Linked DNA regions of Rattus norvegicus: region 2 is linked to region 1. Evidence: chromatin contacts called from public Hi-C data. All regions are on one chromosome and are shown on one strand. Each heading gives the region's core, a stretch centred on a gene start, on an enhancer-like site or on the middle of the called end of the contact. The rest is flanking DNA. Distances are from core to core; before and after follow the strand shown.

Region 1 (4,998 bases), core at 1,034-3,533:
GAAAGAAGTAAAGCTTTTGGAAGAGCAAGCGGTGCTCTCAACCCTCCAGACTTCTCTCTAGCCCCTATGGTGAAGAGAGGGAACAGACAATAAAGTCAAGGTTTCTGCCCTGGCTTCCTGGATGTCATGCCAACCTCTGCTGGAAGTCAGTGTGCTGATCTCCTCTTTGAATGGATTTCCCTACTCTGTTCTTCTTAGTCAAACGTTGCTCCCAGTTTCCACTTGTACACTGCTACTTCGAACCTCTTTGTTTTGTAGCCCCAAGGACTGGCACAGAAATCTCTGAGCTTCTGCAGATTCTTCTTTGGATTAAGGGCAGGTGATTTTTTTTTAAATTGTCATACCCTATTAGGCTTCTTGGAAAACTTTTCAAGTATTAACCAAAATCTGTGATTTCCCCACCCTAATTTTTTGTGGACAACTCGCATAATAAGGAAAAAAATCCCACATATTTCTAATTCATTTACTTTTCTCTAATTCTCATTCACTTACATTTTATCCCACCAAAACACTAATTATTATCTGAGACGCTTTTCAGTTCCCTGAATAAGCATTGCCAAATTCCCCATGTTTAAGATGTACCTCATATTTTCTCTAGGCTTAAACTCTTGCCACATTTGGATGCACATAGTAAATCTGTGTCCAGACACTTTCAACATCTTCTTCAACTGGGACAAATGTCTTCCTCTTCTGATAATTAGCTTATATTGATTCAATCTGCATTCCATTTCGTATAATTCTTAGCAAACTAATTCTCATTTCAATTTCCATTTCACAACTCCAGTCCTCTTACTTGTGTGAAGCCTCACAGAGGTCCAGAAAGTACCCTGTAGGAACCATTCTGTTGACAAATCTGAGAGGAAATACTTTGAGTCAGATTGATATTTTCCCTTTGGGAGGGAAGTATACTAGACTATAGGATGTGGAGAGCCAGGGTTAGCCTACTTGGTTTGGCCCACTGATATCTAGGGCTCTGTGTGAAAAGCTGATCCATCTCTTCAGTGCCTTTGACTCCCAGAGAGCTCTCCACAGGAGGAATTACTGGCCACAGCGTATCTCAATATGCCCTATTTCCAAAATGCTCTTGAAAGTGGGATGGTTCTCCGATGGGTGTGATCAGAGTGCACAGAACAAGACACTTTGATTTTTTACAAGGACTCATGCCAGAGGCTTCAGGTGTCACAGATCTCATTTTATTTCAGATCTGGGAGTCTGCCTTCCTCAATTAGCACCACACAACACCTTCATTGTGTACTCCCTGATCAGCAGCCTCTCCTTCTAGGCTTCCAGACGTGTGTCATTTCCACCGAATATTTAGTAGCACACAACCGCCTGAAGTGGGAAGACCGGAATGTAAGGCATGTCTGACCGAGGAGTAGGATTCTTATTTTGTAAGGAATGACTCAACTGTTCATGGAAACATCTACGTCCCAGTCCTATTCTTAAAAATAAATAAATATCAGGAGTTCCCCGTGAGAGAGGCACACAAGGACTCAGGTTATTCATTTCCATGAAGTCACTCACAGCAGGCCTGTCTGGAAAACCACTTTCATCTCTTACAAAGAGAGTGGGTAGGGAGCAGACTATTGAGAAGCCTTAAAGACCAGGACTTTAAAATGCAAGGTGAATGGAGAAAAGCCACCTTTCAGTCAGGTGAATCTGGACCAAACCCAGATCAATTTCTATACTTCAGCTGAATGTGTTCTGTGTGGAAACCATAGAAGTACAGACTTGCAGGAGAGACATCTCTAGAGCCAGTCCAAAGAGCTGCTCAAAACCAAGTTTACCATAATCCCAGCGTTCTAACAGAGGGAGCTAGAATACTTGGACTCCACAATGCTCTGCCAAGAGAGAAGCTCTGATCTTATCTGCTTTGTGGAGTCGGTGTACTTTAACTTATTCAACACATGTATTAACCACCTACAGAAGCATGTTGATCCAGTGCTCAAGTTCATCATGGTTCTTGAGGCCATAGGGTCAATGGATCTTTGGAGGCTGTCATGAATGGTGGTCCAATCTTTGAAGATTAATACTCTAAAACCCAGGAAGACAATATCTTTGGAGGAGACGAATAAAGAGGTATGGATAGAGAGCATCGTCTTCACTTAACTTCTGTGTTGTTCTGTCCATAGTCAGGCAAGAAAACAGAGAGCTCGTGTAGAGGGGATGCAAGTTGTAAGCCCTCAATTTTGCACTGGCAACATGCTGGCTCCAGAAGACTCAAAACGTTCAAGGCCATAGTGTCTGCTTCTTGACTGAGTCATAGGGTCCTTGGCTGGAGTTCATGTGAGGAATCTTTCCACTCTCATGTGGAAAGCCTCTTCTGCGGGCTCCTGTTGGTAATGGTGACTATGCTGTGAGATCACTTTATTCTTGATTCTCATTCACATATGCATTCTCAGCAATGCATAAGTACCTAGACACCTGAACCATGTGCTAAACTTCCAAGTCTCATTGTGCTGTGTGCATGGGGTAGACTTGTAGAGTTAATGAACTTCTAATAAGTTCATTGTATTTATTTAAGCTAACCATAAAGTTTGTCAAGGTGTTGAACAATCAACACTATTCTTTTGGGGGGGTGGAGCTTAGCAAATAATAAATAAATTAACTTAATTAAAATAAATAAATATTGAAATTGTTTTCATCAAAATCATCAAAGGGTGTTTTTTTTCCTATGGTTATTTGTTAAGCCGAATGGGCAATTTTTGGTCCTTGTCTTATTCATTTGGTTTTTCTCTAGCTTTTAAAAACACAAAGAATGCTTTCAAGCACCATGGTGTTTTAGTTCTCTGAAATAACACATTCCTTTATTTTGTGGCATTCAGATTCCATTTCCTTGGAGGGTTTTTTCTTTTCTTTCTTTTTTTTAGGAGCTCCAGAAAAAACCTGGAAGTCATCCAAATCCTTTTTTTTTTTATAGATCATAGTTGACCTTGTTCCTCGTCTCCCTCCTGTCCCCATTAAAAACCATACCTAGAATGTCAGCAACATTGGTCTAGCCTCTGTCTTTCTGTACTGCAACGTTTGTCTGCTACCTGGTCTCCTGCTCGTCATCACTGCTTATGCCTGTGGGTTGTCTTTACACGCTGTCCACTGGAGATGCAAGTAAGATCATGTGCTATTTCTATTGAGAACTCTCATCTGGCCTCTCATACAGAATTGAAGTCAATGCCCTTGACCTTTGAGGGTTGCAGGCAAAGAGGTAGGTGATGTACATTATTAAAATGCCATCATGAAACCTCTAAGTATACATGCTAACTAAAATAATTACAAAGCTGGGAATGAACGAACAGAAAGAACCTGTTGATGGCCTATGGGGCCTTGAATGGTTTGAATTCTTGATTCTTGCTCGATGACCTTCTTTTTCAGCATACTTGCCTTCTCCTTCTCAAGTAAACACATAGATTTAATCTCCCACTTCTTTTAATCTCTACTCAAAATACTGATGTCTGCTTCTCAGTGAAGCTCATTTTGCTTATTCTTTCTAAAACTTTGCACATCATCCATTCTTCTGAGGGCATCCAATTTTTTTTTCTTTTCTTTTTTTCGGAGCTGGGGACCGAACCCAGGGCGCTCTACCACTGAGCTAAACCCCCAACCCCAAGGGCATCCAATTATTAAGGATACTGAATTCCATTCTAATCTGGATAGTTTTGTATCTTCTAATATACTATGGGCTCTTAAATACCTGGAATTTATGGTCTCATTTATTGTTGTTGTGGTCAACTTCACACAGTGATATACTACTTGACACAGAACAGAAGCTCAACACACACTTGCTGACTCCATGTTGCCGTTGTCATGGTTTCTCTCCATCTCTTCTTCCTGCACTGGGCGTTTATCGCCTGTCTAAAGCTATTACCTGTGGATAGCACCTGAGGGCTAAACTCTCTGTGGAGCTCCTGATGTGTGTTTCACAGTTTAAACAGTTAAAACAGTTTAGTCACAGTCTGGCTTTTCCATGAGCCAGGACTCTTTTTAATAAATGGCTTAAACCTACTGAAGTTCAGTGCCCGAGAACCCAGTTGTAGGGGCTGGCTTCCAGTGGGGCTGAAATCAGGGTTCACCTCATGTCACCAAAATGTACTTCTTCTTTCTCCCCAACGAAGCTCTGTTTATCTCTTGCCTATATTCTTGGGACTTCTTAGGAGGAGGCAATCAGTGGTGGCCTAAATGGAATTCAAAGGAAGCAGGCTCTTCACCTATGAAATTGCTGTTTTTGAAAGCATAGCATAGAGAATCTTAACTTTCCCTTTCCTACTGTCAACACAGACACTAGTTGTCATAGGCTCTACATTTGAGAACAGTATGGTTTTATCATAGCTACCAAGTGTAGTGTCTTGTCTTAGGTGAGGTTCATGATGACTAGTTTTTTGTCAGTTTGACACAGGCTAGGATCATCTGGGAAGAGGAATCTTCAAATGACAAAATACTGGGTTGTGAGGCACCTTTTTGGTTCATGATTGAGGTCGAATGGGCTAAACTTCTGTGGGTGGTATCATACTTGGACGGGTAATCCTGGGTTGAATAAAGAAGCAGGATGAGTGAGTTGGGGCAGCAAAGCCAGTAAGGAGTGTTTCTCCAGGGTCTCTGTTTCAGTTCCTGCTTCTAGGTTCTTGCCCTGAGTTCTTGTCTTGACTTCTCTTTAGGACAGACTGTGATTGGGTTGCATAAGTCAAATAAACCCTTTCCTCACCAAGATGATTTTGGCCCTGGTGTTTTATACTAGCAATAGAAAGAAAACTAGGACTGGTTCCTGAAATGAAAGTTGAAGATTGTTTACAGAAGGGAAAAGAAAGGGGAAAGACATCCCCTATCTTGACAGTGCTATTTTCCAGTTGCTCAGTCACTAAGCATTTTGTCACCCCTGCTTTACTTTATATATACACCGATTACTTCATTTTAAAGGCAGGAATTCTTTAATACAGTTATGGATCTATCCATACTTCTTCTGTACTCCTTAATATTTAACTAAGACATCACCTTTTTGTTCGTAGA
Region 2 (4,998 bases), core at 805-3,304, 170 kb before region 1:
TGAGGTTGACCTCTGGCTCTCCACACATACTTGCATATATACTTCATGTATGCTTATATGCATGGTATGTACACATATACATACATACAAAAACACTCAAGTAAGACAATGCAATTACGAACACAGCATTGAGTATGAAAGTGATTTAGAATAAGAAAAGAAGTTATAAGGGTCTTCCAGACATGAGCTTTCACTCCTTTCCTTCTGATAGCTCTGTTGACAACTCCCAGGCATGATCTTACAGAAATGCTTCTTGATTCCAACCAGACCTCCCCTCTTGCCTGGTATGACACAGTACAGGTCCCTTCAAGAGTCCAGCTCATCTTAGGATCTGTGCATGCTAAGCTTCATTATGGGTGAAAGGTCCAAATTCATATGTTGAAGTCCTACCCCTGCCTGCACAGTCAGAACACAGTCTGATTTGGAGATAAACTCCTTAAAGGGGTGATTGATGTGACCGTTAGATTCTTTCAAGCTTCATGCCTTTGCCCAGAAGCTTGTCTTCTGTTGCAATCCAACCTATCCTAGCCTTCCTTGTGGTGAAACCTCCCACGCTCAGAGTATACTAATAACCGATTGGCTGTCATTTACTTTGCTATGGGCAGCCACATTTCATCATGGCTACGCATGCTGGTTGTCCTGGAGTATTACTTTGGATTTTGATCCTACAGCTTCTTCCTTATTGGCTAAATCTTTGGAAGACCACTAGGATGGTATCTTAGGTTAAATTCAGGTGTTAGAAAAATTCCTTGAACAATATTTTTTTTTTGAGATAGGTGGATGGAGACTCATTTAATTTTTTTGAAGTCTTCTAGATGTTAGTTTTGAAGTTAAAAGATAATGAAATTCACTACACTTAACTGATTGATAGTCTATTACAATACCTGCATTGAACACGTAAAAGCTGTGTCAGAGTGAAAGTTATTTTGGCGTTAAGGCTGAAATCCCCCACTGCCTCCCACTAATTCACTTATCTCTTCTTCTGTTGTGGCAACCCAATCCTGGTTATTGCCTTCTGTTTTTCTACGGCCTACGCCAGCAACGGAAGTTCACAAGAATATCTTCCAAAACCCTTTGGCCAGAACTAAAGGAAGTGAGTACACTCAAGGGTAGAGGATGATTCAATCTCTCTGAGTGCTCAAGTCTTGGTACCCCTTCAGAAACCATTGAAAAGGATGCCAGCAAGCTGTAATTACTATGGTGCTCCCTGGGAGGTGGAGGCCTGCCAGTACTCACTGGATCTCAACCAACAATTCATTTCTAGTGAGTCACTGAAGGAAATGAGTATCTAGTTTGGCCATTTTTTAGGGAATATCTAACACCCTTAAAAATCCAAATGTGTGCTTGATACAAAGATTTATAAAACTATACTTATCATTATGACATGTGATATGTATGATACATGATATATACACACAAATAATACACATATATGTATACACACATGTATAACATATGCCATATATATGTATATACATGTATGTATGTATGTATGTATGTATGTATGTATATATTATATGTGTGTATATATAGTTTCTGGCAGGCCTGGAACTAAGTAGGCCAGGCTGGCTGTGTGTCTGCTTCCTGAGAGATGGGATTAAAGGCATGGGTCACTATGTCCTAGCCTCACCAGCATTTTAAATGGAGGCTTAAATATGCACTAAAGATAGTATTGCATTAGAGATTTATGACAGAGAAAAACCAAATAAGAATGCACTTGGTTCATACAAGTCTGCATCGAGTGATGAAGCCTTATTTCCCTACTGAGAAACTATACCTGTATTCAAAGGTATTTCTCAAATGTCACAATCTTCCACAGAACAAGGATCTCCTGGATGAGGGGGATCCAGTACTCTTCTCAGGAAAGCAGGCTGCTTTTGCAATCAGAACAGCTTCCAAGGTTCTGAGGCCAATAATGGCCCGGAATGATTTAACATCACCTTCGGAAACTTCCTTGGGAGCCGAGTGGGTAGCTATGAATCACCACGCACCCTCTGTACACGTCGTTACCGAGCTCCTCGGACTATTATAGGAAAGTCATACTTCGCATTTTTTTGGGTAAGAAATGCTTTTCCTGATGGCATCAGACTGTCTGGGAGTCGAAGTTGCAGCAGCCCCTGGTGAGCAGTGTACCTTGGGTTTGGATGGATTCCAGACGTATCTGCAAATGCTGTTTCGAGCTTCAGTCAACATACCTGATCAGGAATATGGCCACAGGCAGAAGTCGTGCCTCTGGCAACGAGGAGAGAGCTTTCTTTCATTCTCGTGATTTCAAAGAAAACATTGAACTAATTTTTAACTCCTTCATGGTTGATGAGAAGTCGTATTGGTGGCCTGAACTTAACTTCTCTCAGTGTGGCTAAGACTGTAAACCTAGGAGAATCAACCCAATTCCCACTGACTGAATATGGGTCTCTGATTTGCTAAGGCTGTTGCACATTAACTGGGCCAAAGTTCATACCATGACACATTATCGAAGAGGGGGGGAGTTAGTGGTAAGCCCCAAATCCTTGTGTTTTAGTCCCATGTATATACTGCATTTTCTGTGTAGCTTCAGTGCTGGACAGGTTCCCTGAGCCATCTGTTGGGGCTGATGGATCCACTTTGTCAGCAACTGCAGATGACAATCATTTTGTGGTGAGATCAAAAGCTGCCGTGTTTCTCAATTGAACGTGTTCTCACAGGCAGCCGCTGATGCATGAGTCTGTATCAGGCCTTCGTACAGACAAGCGAACAGCTCCTGTCAGTGGTGACTGCTCAAGCTAAAGGGACTGTGAGTGCCACTCTTTGCCGCCTACATCTATAGGACGTGAAGCTCAGTGGGTGGAGCTGAGGATGCCTAATTCATAGAAAAGTATTTCAAGAACATTTATCATCATTGTCGTCGTCGTCGTCGTCATCGTCATCGTCGTCATCATCATCATAGTTTCTTTGTGTGGATGAAATTCTTCTGTGCAGGAATTTGGCTCTTTAAGTGTAACCTTAAACAGTAGTATATGACCTATAGGTTAAAGCCAATTGGAAACAAGTTTCAGAATGAAATAAAAGATTTGTCCCTCCCTTCTTTGTCCTTCTTTCTTCCTTCGCTCCTTTCCCTCCCTCCCTTCCTCTCACTTTCTTTGTGTTCTCTTGAGCAGACTTCACGATGTGCTTCAGGTTGGCCTTGATTTTGAGTTGCTTCTGCCTCAGGCTTCCAAGTGCTAGGGTTACAGGTGTGCCTCCCATAGATTACCTGGAAGATTTGTTCTCTAACTCTACTCCTTCGGTGGACGCCACAGTCCCAACTGACAGGCACACCTCTGAAGGTGACAGCTTCATGGCAGGGGCGTGAGTAAGGAGCCTCATGGACATTTTATTTTTCATTGATTATTATAATCACTTAACAAATAAATGTACTGTACATCAAGAAGAATAGAAAGGAAATAGCATAAGAATGGAGAATAGTTTTGGAGTAATATGAGAATTCAGCTTTATAAAACATATACTACTTAGATGGACATTACAGAATAGAACTAGCCTATTCTTCACTCATATACACTCATGTACACGCATGCACAGCACACAGATGTGGACTGGAAAAGGAAATATCAACTCACAACGTGGTTAGTTGGATAAGGGAGTTAGGATGAAGCGTGTGTTCTTTAAGTTATTTACTATATTATGTTTGTTAATTAAATATTTTAAATTAGATAATAAGTTATTACTATAACTTTAGTCATGGTGTTTTATTTCCTTATGTTAAAAAACGATAATGCAAATATTACATGATATTTTATGTTTCAATTTTGGATGTGGGGAGCCTGGATATTTGCTTTAATATTACTGTGCATAGGTGACTGCCCTCTCTGTGTCTGTGCTGCTGCTGCTGCTGCTGCTGCTGATTATTATTATTATTATTATTATTATTATTATTAACTTGTTTGTTTATTTTTGTCAACTCAACACTAAATAGGGTCATCTGGGAAGAGGAAATTTCAGTTGAGAAAGTGCCGGCTGTAAGAAAGCCTGTGATGGTATTTTCTTGGTTAATGATTGGTGTAGAAAGGCCCCTGCTACTGTGGGGAGTGTCACCTCTGGGCAGCTGGTTCTGGGTTTTATAAGAAAGCAGGCTGACTAAGCCAGTAGGCAGCATCCTCCTTAAATCTGCACTTCAGTTGGTGCCTCTGGGGTCCTGCCTTGACTTTCCTGTTTCCTTGCTGATGGACTGTGACCCGTTAGCTGAAATAAAGCCTTTCCTCCCTAGCTTGCCTTTGGCCATGGTATTTCTCACAGTAACAGGGGAAGCAAATTCAGTATGTGGTTACAATCCTGACTTTTCTCATCCCAGCATGCACCTCTCTGTTGCCCGTCATTGCCAATCCATTGGCCATTTTCTGGGACCTCTGAGGACCATTCTCTTATCAAGGACATCTCCAAAGTATACTATAAACAAGGCCTGATGTTCATGATTCCTCCCATGGACAGAAGCCTCTGTAGTTAGACCAAGGACCCCTGTGTTTCTACAAGTCTTCAGTTTTACCCCTTACTCTCTTCTGTTTCTTCCACAGCTCATATTTCCTCTGAAACTAGAAGAAAGCTCCTCTCAGGGAAACTGAGCAGAAAAGCTGATGACCTTTCGGGGCCAAGAGAATATCCCCTCCCTTCGGAGACCATTCGGATTGCGGTAGCTTTCATCATTTTAAAGCCCCGCATGAGGCGTTTGCTAGTCACCTTCATAGCATACATATTTTGAATATTTTCAGCTGCGAAAGCGTCTTTTCTAAGCAAGTCATGACGTAAGTGCTGCCTGTCTTAGCTTCTGCAGGAACACTCCCAGCCCAGGCTTGAAAGGTGAGGAAAACATTCTAGTGGCCAGGGAGGTTAGGGGCCAAGCAGGGCTTCGGTTTTGATTCCACTGCTCCTGAGAAATCGAACGCTACCCCGGGGTTTTCCCCAGCTCATGGAGCTGGCCTTTCTAAACGTTGCCTCAAGTGTGTGTTTATATAAAACGAAAAGATC

What was found. Hi-C and Micro-C count contacts between places; a contact is called where the count stands out from the background.
Region 2: a contact with region 1 is called in a Hi-C map of the A7r5 cell line, with 4 times the contacts expected there. The contact joins two enhancer-like sites. A contact is called at or near these places in 5 of 12 Hi-C or Micro-C datasets (the A7r5 cell line, the Rat2 cell line, kidney and 1 more).

What each region holds. Positions count from the first base shown.
Region 1 is chr16:62,118,711-62,123,708 of GRCr8, reverse strand. The region is part of intron 4 of Dlc1 (DLC1 Rho GTPase activating protein); the gene reads right to left. Among named protein-coding and RNA genes, the nearest start is that of Dlc1, 130 kb to the right of the region's middle. Within about 2 kb of position 2,283, at least 12 of the 93 cell types and tissues checked have an H3K27ac peak or open chromatin away from gene starts, as enhancers often do. A contact at or near this core is called in the A7r5 cell line, where this site is marked.
Region 2 is chr16:62,284,202-62,289,199 of GRCr8, reverse strand. The region is part of intron 5 of Dlc1 (DLC1 Rho GTPase activating protein); the gene reads right to left. Among named protein-coding and RNA genes, the nearest start is that of Trmt9b, 210 kb to the left of the region's middle. Within about 2 kb of position 2,054, at least 28 of the 93 cell types and tissues checked have an H3K27ac peak or open chromatin away from gene starts, as enhancers often do. A contact at or near this core is called in the A7r5 cell line, where this site is marked.